Regions from separate parts of the Mus musculus genome. Here region 2 is linked to region 1. Evidence: chromatin contacts called from public Micro-C data. All regions are on one chromosome and are shown on one strand. The core of a region is the stretch at or near the end of the contact, and the rest is flanking DNA. Distances in the headings are between cores, read along the strand shown.

Region 1 (4,943 bases), core at 1,070-3,569:
CTGTAACTAGCACCCGGGAGGCTGAGGAGAAAGGGTCATGAGTTCAAGACCACGCTCAGCTTACACAGTGGAATTCAGAACCAGCCCGGGCTACATGTTGCCGGCCATAACAACAAACCCAAACCAACCAACCAACCCCCACAACAACAACACATCCCGGAGGAGACCAGAGAACACAGAAGGCAGTCCACACACATTGCTCAACTGACTTCAAACGCAGAAAGGCAGGTCAGCAGAGAAGGGCTGGTCCTTTTCGCCATCGGTAGTCGGCACTGGGACAGCATTTCTTTCTGTCTTTTTTAAAAAGTAATTATTATTTTATAAATCGTACAGTATTTTTATTTAGCTTTAAGCTTGAACATCAGGACTGATAGTGCATTACGATCCTTTATTCTCGGTGACAATAAAAATAAACATCTGTGAATGACTGGCAGAGTATGAAGGCAGCGAGTATGTCCGCGGCAGTTAGACTTGAGACATTTCGTTTTCTGTTTGTCCATCTGTTTTCTTTGGTACCTGCACAAGCCTACAAGGCCAGGGGAGGATACCGGGTATTTTTTTGTCCATTAACTTATCTATTCATTTTATATCCCAATCACAGTCCCCCTCCTTCCCAGTCCCCCTTCACATGGCCCTTCCCCCTCCTCCCCTCCCTTTCACCTCTGAGAAAGGGGAGGTCCCCTCTGGGTGTCAAACTCCTTGAAACTGCAAGTCACTCTAGGACTTCACACATCATCTACCGCTGAGGCCAGACAAGACAGTCCAGCTAGGGTGACAGGATCCACAGGCGGGCAACAGTAAACACGGTAAAGCTCAGATCCAGTTGTTGGGGCCCTGCTGAACACCAAGCTGCACATCTGCTGCATATGTGCAGGGGGCCTTGGTGCAGCCTGACTATGCTCTGGAAGCCCTCCAGGGAGGTTAGTTGACTCTGTTGGTTTCTTAAGTTCCTTTCCCTTCCAGGTCCCTCAGTCCTTCCCCACAACTCTCCCACAAGACTCCCCAATCTCAGGCTGTTTGGCTGTGGGTCTCTGCATCTATTTCAGTCAGCTTCTGGGTGGAACCTCTCAAAGGACAGTTAAGCTAGCATAAGAAAGTATCATGACAGTCAGCATTTTGTTTTGTTTTTCGAGACAGGGTTTCTCTGTGTAGCCCTGGCTGTCCTGGAACTCACTCTGTAGATCAGGCTGGCCTCGAACTCAGAAACCCACCTGCCTTTGCTTCCCAAGTGCTGGGATTAAAGGCGTGCACCACCACCGCCCAGCTGACAGCATTTCTGATATCTTTTGTACATTATTTCACAAAATCTTGACACCACAAATACGTGATAATTAAAACTGGATCCTGGGGGCGGTGGGAGATCTTAAACTGGGTGTTAGTGGTGGCACTTGATGGGGGGAAAAAATCTTAAACTTAGCTGGTGACACATGCCTTTAATCCCAGCACTCAGGAGGCAGAGGCAGGTGGCTCTCTGTGAGTTTGAGGCCAGCCTGGTCTACAGAGTGAGTTTCAGGACAGCCAAAGCTATACAGAGAAATCATGTCAAAGCAAAACAAAATAAGACTCCCCAGGTCTAAGTGTAAAATGTCCCATGGTGAGGGAGCTAGACGTAAGCATGAGGATATATGGAGGACACCTGCAGTGGCTATTGGTTGTCAACTTGACTACATCTGGAATTAACTAAAACCCAAGCGGCTAGGATCACTGGTGAGGGATATTTTTCTTAATTCAATCTGTGTGTAGAAAGACCCACTTCTAACCCAGATCTTTTGGGGTGGAAAGATCCAGCTTTAATCTGGGCCCCACCTTCTACTGGAAGCCTAGACAGAGAAGAGAGAGGAAGCAAGCTTGCACTCGTGGCTGGCTCGCCCTTGCTGGCAAGTGCATTCCTTCACTGGCATTACAGCCTACTTCGCTGTGAGTCAGATGTCCACTGAGGACCAGCTGAGACATCCAGCCTCATGGATGGAGCAGCTCCTGGATACCTGGACTTTCTGTAGGCAGACTAGCTGTAAGCCACGCTAATAAACTTTCTCTCTATATATAAATATATAGATTCATTGTATCCACTGTGTTCCTCTAGGCAAAGATTCACAAGACAGCATTGCTATCTTTCTTTGTTTTAAGATCTTTATTTTTATTACATTCTCTCTCTCTCTCTCTCTCTGTGTGTGTGTGTGTGTGTGTGTGTGTGTGTGTGTGTGTGTGTGTGTGTGTGTGAGTGTGTGTGTGTGTGTGTGTGTGTGTGTGGCGGGGCGGGGGCCTTGACTGATCGCCTGGAGCTCAGAGCATGACTTGCAGGCATCAGCTCTCTCCTTCCACCAGGCGGGTGTGAGGGTGGATACAGATCTTCAGGCTTGGCAGAGAACGCCTTTACCTGCTGAGCCATCTCTGTCCTTCTTCATTCACTCTTGTGAGTGCGGTGTGTGCGTGTGCGTGAACTGAAAATTGAATGCTAGGCAAGTGTACCACCACAGAGCTACACTGCCACTCCCCAAACTACAAGCTTACAAGGAAAGAGTTGATAAACTGAACAGGAACCTCAAGATCATTCAACTGAGGATGTGGCTCTGTAGGAAGAGCCCGCCCTGGGCTCAGTCCCCATCCCTGCATAAACTGGGTATGGTAGTGTATGTATGTAATCCCAGAGGAGGGTCAGAATAGATATAAATATATATTCGAGTCAACCTCAGCTGTGTAGAGAGTTTGAGTGATATATAAAACTGTTGCATAAAAAACCCCAAACAAACAAACAGAAATACCCACAAAAACCAAAACAGAACAAAAAAGAAAAACCAGAACCAAACCAAACCAAAAAAACCCCCATCTCTCCCCGGGAGCAATAGAAACGTCTGTTCTTTCCGCTGATGTATGAGGCTTTCTTGAACCCAGGATTTCTAACTTAGTCTGAGCGATGCAGTGTTACTATACACACACACACACACACACCCATACACACACACCAGTGAGCATGCATGCACATAGTATCATACATACACACTTTACTCTGTTAGCTGGGTCTAAAAGGTCACAGATCACTGGATCTTGTAGCTCAGTGGTGTGCGCTATCGCGTTCAAGCCCTGGATTTCACCCTGGCTCTTGACCATCTTTCTGCTGTTTCTCTGCAGTGATCCATCTTCAGGAGAGATGGCTGCTGTAGGAGACTTGGAGGTCCTTGTGCTTCAGATAAACACGAGGGGAACCAGGAATGTTAAACACGCAGGGTTATCTCTTCAAAAAGAGAGATTCAGGACCCATGTTCTGCCCAGAAGGCTGCCCTGGGCGTGGTTAATAGCCTGGTGACTGTTGTACTGCTTGTGTGACTAGGCCACAGGGATCCTCCTTCAGACCCTCATCTTGAGCTTCTTTGCCTCAGCCAATCTACAGTGCTCTCCTTCCCTAGACCCTTATCCTGAGCCCGCTGCTTTCTCAGCTAACACATTGAGCCCATTTTTATGGACCATGTCACTTGTACCTTTCCAAGAGTTTGATGTAGTCATGTCTTTTGTTGTGCATACCCCATTGAGCGAATTATCACCAGGACATCTTTTTCAACAAGTTGTGTTGTGTTTAAATATGCCTAAAATAAAGTTCTTGGGGTCAGTTTGAATCAACACCAGCTACTGAGTTATGCAGAATTAAAGTCCCGGGCTAACGAGAGGTCTCCTCCACAGCTGGTTCAGACTTATTTTGGTCCCTTGGGTCAGGCTAGCAAAGGATGTTCCCTTTCAGAACATTTCAAAGTGCCTTTGAAGAACACCATCCGAGCTGCAGGTGGTGTGGACTGTGGGGCTGGGCTGCTTAGAACAGGGACTTGCGTTCTCCTACTTAAGCCTTCTGGACAGCTCCTCTGTGAAACCTTCTGAAAACCTGAATCCAGTTTCATTCCATCAATGCGTCCTGATGCTAACTGATGTTTGGGATGCTCTGGATTAAGCTGGAATTAGGAGCTTGCTTGCTATTTATTTATTTATTTATTTATTTATTTATTTATTTATTTATTGTTTCCTTTACATTATTGATTGAAGCTTTTACTTTATTTTTATTTATTTTATGTATATGAGTACTGTCTTCAGACACAGCTGTTGGGGATCTGACACCTACTTCTGACCTCCACAGGCACCTGCACACATAGGCACCCGCACACACAGGCACCTGCACACACAGGAATCTGCACACACAGGCACCGCACACACAGGAATCCGCACACACAGGCACCCGCACACACACTCAATCACAAATGCATAAAATAAGTCTATGTTTTTTTTTTTTTTGGCGGGGGAAAGAGTGAGGCCTGTTGAAAGTGTTATGTGAGGGTAGAAAAGGAAAATCGTACCTTCAGAGCTTCCGGTTCTATCCTCCCTCAGACACGCAATCTTACAGAGAACTGCACTCCAGTCTATAAGATGGGGCAAACACAGCACACAGGAATGGATATCTCCCACAAGCAGAGAGTGCACGGACAAGCAATCAGATGATTTTCCAAACTCTGAGGCCCTTCACCAATAACCAGGCAAAGAGGAGGAGGTTGGACCTCGTGCTGTCCAAGGTCCCCATCATTTCCAGATTTTTTTGTACTCATTTGAGGCGTGCCTGGATTCCTAGGAGCTTATGCATTTGCAGTGCCTGCCTGCTGTAAGCATCATGGGGGACCTAGCACACTGTGGCAGAGTTTGTGATGATACTAACTTTGTGAGCCACACAAGCGAGTTTGCATGATTAGTGGTTCTCAACTGGAATGCCAAGTGTTTGTTTGGTTTTTCGTCTTTTGAGACAGGGTCCAATGTAATCCAGGCTAGCTTTAATGTCACTGTCTAGCCCAGGATAGTCTTGAACTCCTAATCCTTGTCTCTGTCCCCCAAGTGTTAAGAGAATACTACATAAGCCGGGCATGGTGGCACACGCCTTTAATCCCAGCACTTGGGAGGCAGAGGCAGGCAGA
Region 2 (5,092 bases), core at 2,416-4,915, 90 kb after region 1:
GCTCAGCCAATCTAACAAAAATCAATCAGAACACTCGATGTTTCAATATTCAGAACATGCCTCAAATATGTTTGGTTTTATTAATGTTTACTCAAATTATACCTCTATCATCAGATGTGTTTGCTGTCTAAATCCTCTGACACGTGTTTATGGTTGCATGCTTTTCAAAATAGTTACATTGACTGACTTACCCTCTGTCTAAAGTCTGAATCGGCATTTGGATTTAACCCTAAAAGAGCCTGTTCATCCATCTCGGCCGCTATTCCTGGAGTTTTCCGATCACAACAGACGTGGCTTCTAATCCCACAGCAGAATCCACAATCATCTGTGCACAGAAAACAAAAGATGATCACCTAGAATATCAGATGTGGCTGAAAATACACAGCTCCTGAAGGGTCAAAACCCACCTTAAGAGTCTAGACCTCACAAGAACAAAAGTGGGCCATGGAGCCCACAGCAGCATAATTGTGCAGACTCTAAACAAGTATGCCATTAAAGCTTTCAGGTGCTATCGCCCCGCAAAGTGCCCCGGCCAAATACAGAAAGTAATTCTTCTAGAAACAAGCATGAAGTGCTGGGGGTGGGGAAGGAGGTGGAAACAACAGTCAGATCCCCAAAGTTTTCTGGCCAGCTACTCAGCCAAACTGCTAAGTCCCAGGTTCAGTAAGACCCTGCCTCAAAAAGTAAGGAGAGGCGGAGAGTTCTGACAAATATTCAAGGTAGGAGAATAAGCAGCATGCATTATATACATGTATGAAATTGTAAAAAAAAAAAAAAAGTTATAGTGAAAATCAACAGATGAAGACATCTAATATGGATTCCCTGCCTTCCACCTGCACATATATATACAAGCACACATATAAGCACATACAGATATATCCTTATATTCCTATTATAAAGCTACACATCTTTTTTATTTATCTGTTTTTAAATTATTAGAGCCACAGAGAACTTAAAGAGGCCAAGAGGTGAACGGAGGTCACGGGCAGCCTTTCAGGCGTGGTGAAGCCAGGGCCAGGCCGCAGATAGATCTCTATACTCTTCTGTTTTCCTTGATCTTTTTGGAATTGAAAAAAAAAAATCAGGATCCAAGTTAAGCCCCCTCTTCTGATCACTCATAGCAACCTTGCAGACCCCAGCCAGGCAATCTAAATTCCAACTGCCTACAGGATTGAGATGCCAACATTTCTCAACAATTCCTGACCACTCTTCGTGCTCCTCAGCAAGGCCAGCAATGCTTGCCACATCACACGGCAGCTCTCAAGCACACCCTACTTCACACACACACACACACACACACACACACAGCTCTTCTCAGCTTCGAGGCTAAACCCTGCAAGGCCTCCAATATTTCACCTCCAGATCACCTCGTGCAGCAATACAGCTTCGACGCTCTACTATTTGATCCTAACAGAACAGGATTAAATAATCCTTTCCACGACCTACCATGTGACAGTTTGATTTCTCAAAAACAAAAAACAAAACAAAACAAAAACAAAAAACCCCAAACCATTGTGAAATATGAATGCATTACTATGTTCTTAAAATGTGAAAACACAGGTTTTAGGTTTTTAGTGCTCTGGGTTTGAACTAGTGAGATGATTCACGGGTAAAGACCCCTGAAAACCCTAGATCCATATGGTGGAAGAAGAGAACTGCGCATGTACACTGCACATGCGCACATTCACACATGCACACATCTGTACATATATGAGATAAATATATGTAGTTTTTTTAAGTTCTAGATTTATATTCCAATCCTTATCAGTAAGAACAGATAAAACACAAAACAAAAACACATCTTTAATACCAGCATTGGGAAGGCAGAAGCAGGAGGGTCTCTGATCTCTTGAGTTCCAGGCTAGCCTAGTCAACAGAGTTCCAGAACAGCCAGGGCTACCCAGAGAAACCCAGTCTGAAAAAACAACCAACCAACCAACCCCACCGACCCACACACACACACCCCAAGTGACACAACCATTCAGTCACTCAAAGTAGCACACACCTTTTAATCCCACTGTTTGGGAGGTAGAGGCAGGGGGATCTGGGACTTCAAAGCCAGCCTGGTCTATCTACATATGGATGTTCTGGCTAGCCAGAGCTATAGTGATTCTGTCTCAAAAACAAAACAAAAATTGAAGCTGCACACCAAAACAAACAAACAAACACCCCAAAAGTATGCATTCCATTCTGTCTGCAGGAAAAGGGGCAAAGTCCTAAAGACTACAATGTGTGCATGTGTGCAAAGCATGCCTCCAATAGGGTACAAAGTCAGAGACAGGCACGCAGGATGCACAACTTGAAACATTCTTAAAGTAAAGTAGTATTCCTGCTAAAAATGCTCAGAGAGAAAAGTCGGTGTAAGACTGTCTGTAAACCCCTGATTGAGAAATCCACTAGAGTTCCTTTAAATTATCCATTGCTTTGGGAAAAAAACTGCTTAAGCGTTTTGTCATTTCACGCTAATCTTGACAAGAGGAAAAAAGATAAATAAGAGGCCCAGCCGAGCACATGCTCAACACCAACAAAAAAAATCCTCAGCAAACTTGTTCCATAGTGAGGAATCCCTCACAAACCTTCGCCCTCTACACAATCGGAAAAAAACATCAAACCAAAATAAAATGAGATGGTAAACCACCTATCTGTGAATAAAACACAGGGTTAAAAGGTAACGATTGCCTAATAAAGACCGGCAAAGGAAGCTTAGCTTTCTGACCTACCGATGCAGAGCCTTGCAGGCTTAAACATTGTTACAATATGGTAAACATCTTATACTACCTGCAAAGGTGGATGTGGGGGTGGGGGGAGCGAAAAAAAAACATGTAAAATTGGAAGCCTTAATTTTTCCCTCAGCCATTAAGTCAAGAATAATCAAACAATGTGGAAAATTCCTCCACACCTACTTAAGCCTGTTTGAGACCGACTGAATCTTTCCAGCCTTTTAACATCAAGTTGACAAGTCGCTTTAATACAACGTAACTTCCCCCAGTAACAACTAATTAAGGCTTCCAAAAAGTACTCGTTTTTCAGGTTACAGGGAACATCAAGCTTTTCCGTGGCTGCAAGACTGTAAAGAAGCAAAAAGGGGAAAAGGCTGTCCCTGCTGGCAAATTACTACGCAGAAATAACACTTTCTCTCCTATTTGTCCCGGGGTGGGAAGCGGATCAACTTTGAGGTCCCTACAGCTCAAACTGGTGGGACGCACTCTAAAACTATCACAAATGGGGTTGGGGGGCAGCCTCCTAGGCCGGCCTCGCCCCCTATCCTTCGCCCGGATCCCTCCCAGAGCGAAGCCTCGTGGCCACTCGGGTGATGAAACACCCGGCAACCGGCAGCCACGCACTAGGGACGCGGCCGCCACCGATCGTCCCCAACCCCAAGTCCGGCTCGCCCGGCCACGTAGGGTCCCCGGCCCGCCGCCCTACGCCTCCAGTCACCATCACTCCAATATCTCTTCCTCGCCTGCACTCCCGAGGGTCGGCCAGCCGCAAGGAGCGGGCCGTACGCAGGGAGCACGGAGAGCGGCCCACGTCCTTGTCGCTGTAGTCCTCCAATACAGCCGCAGCGCTAGCGCCGGAGCCGGCCCGGGCCGCGCTCCTCTCGGCGCTCGGCGTTCCCCGGGCGCCTTCTCTTGCGTGGCGCGGAGCGGGGAGGGCAGGTTGGCAAGCCGGCGGGCGGAGTCGGCGGCCCTGGAAGGAAAACTGCGCAGGGTCCCGCTAACGCCGCCGCTGAGTCAGCGCGAGGCACGCCCCCCGCGTCGTACCGCGCGGACCCGCGCTAGCAGCAGCCTCATGGAAGTAGAGTGCAGACGGCCGCCAGCAGGCTGGGCCCGGGGGACTACAACTCCCAGCGTGCAAAGCGCATGGGACGCTTCCGAGAGGAGGACCGCGCACGTGCTCCCTGGAGCTCGCAGGGGGCGTGGCCGGCGGGCCTGTGGTGCATGCTGGGAGAGTGCACACCGCCCTCCTAGCTACAGGTTACTGAGGTCCTCTAAGCTTTTAGAAGACCGGCCACGTTGCGCTCTGCTTTGAGCGTCGGCGTGAATTAGTAACTCTCCACTCCCTCCAGAAGGGTCTGGTCAGGTGGCAGTGCGGAGATCCTGAGATCGGAAAAGTGGACGTGGTTGAAACCACGTGTTGAGTCAGTTGCTGAATTCCTTTCCAGCGGTTCCACGTGTCAAGAGTCCAGACGCTTAAGGACTCTTTAAAAAAAAAAAAAATCCGCTGTATTTTTATTTACTTGTTTTGCTTTTGAGGCAAGATCACACTCCATAACCCAGGCTGGTTTTCACTCATTTTTCCCAAGCTGGCCTAAACTTTACAAATTCTGGAATTACTGGCATGAACCACCACGCCCAGTTTAAATATTACTAAATTTGCCTACAAAAAAAGATAGAAAGAAAAAAAGAAAACCGAAAGCAGTCCCCGGTGATGGTGGCGATTACCATTCATCCCAACACTGAGGAGGCAGAGGTAGCCACATCTACAGAGCGAGTGCCAGGACTACAGAGAGAAACACAGTCTCAAAAAAAGAAAAAAAGAAAAGAGAGAGGGAAAACATACGTACAAGTCCCGTGCTTCCGTTCGCTTTGTTTCTTTGATCCCGTGCTATTATTACTGTGTGGGCGCAGTATAAGCTCCAGCAACCTTACCTAAATCCTAAGGCTGCACCTCCATTATTGTTGGCATCATGAGTGTTAAAGTCCATCTCAGTTTACTCATTTTATGTAGAGTGGGACAGTACCAGCCTCAGAGGGTAAGGTTTGGTTAATTTTATTTAGAGGCAGAGAGAGGCTCACTATGTAGCTCTGGTTAGCCTGAAACTTGCTGGCCTTCACTGTTCTCTTGCTTCAGATTCCAGAGTGCTGGAGTTCCAGGTTGTCACCAGGTCTGACTATTTCATGAATTAAGTTTGATACACGTGTTAGACTTATCATAAGTGACACTATCTCTGGGGATACATGGACAAACATCTGTTCACTGCAGATAGATACCCAGATTCGGTACTGATGACAGACTAAAGTGAGGATACCACGAAAGTCAAGCTTGGTGAACCAATGGCTTTTACTGGGGTGACTTTCTTACAGGAGCA

What was found. A called contact is a pair of places that touch in the nucleus more often than the background predicts.
Region 2: a contact with region 1 is called in a Micro-C map of the HL-1 cell line, with 1.7 times the contacts expected there. The contact joins the promoter of Xpot here to the enhancer-like site in region 1. A contact is called at or near these places in 3 of 39 promoter capture datasets (the C10 cell line, fetal liver and hippocampal neurons), 5 of 484 Hi-C or Micro-C datasets (3T3-L1-derived adipocytes, the HL-1 cell line, the N1E-115 cell line and 2 more), 5 of 115 datasets of contacts at active chromatin or transcription factors (bone marrow-derived macrophages, embryonic stem cells, extraembryonic endoderm stem cells and 1 more) and 2 of 9 other capture datasets (adipose tissue and pancreatic islet).

What each region holds. Positions count from the first base shown.
Region 1 is chr10:121,534,457-121,539,399 of GRCm38.p6, forward strand. No RefSeq gene overlaps it. Among named protein-coding and RNA genes, the nearest start is that of Gm35696, 27 kb to the left of the region's middle. Within about 2 kb of position 2,320, at least 9 of the 459 cell types and tissues checked have an H3K27ac peak or open chromatin away from gene starts, as enhancers often do. A contact at or near this core is called in the HL-1 cell line, where this site is marked.
Region 2 is chr10:121,622,667-121,627,758 of GRCm38.p6, forward strand. It overlaps Xpot (exportin, tRNA (nuclear export receptor for tRNAs)), which reads right to left and starts at 3,666. Exons shown (of 25, transcript NM_001081056.2): 1 at 3,439-3,666; 2 at 192-325. The coding sequence starts at 251.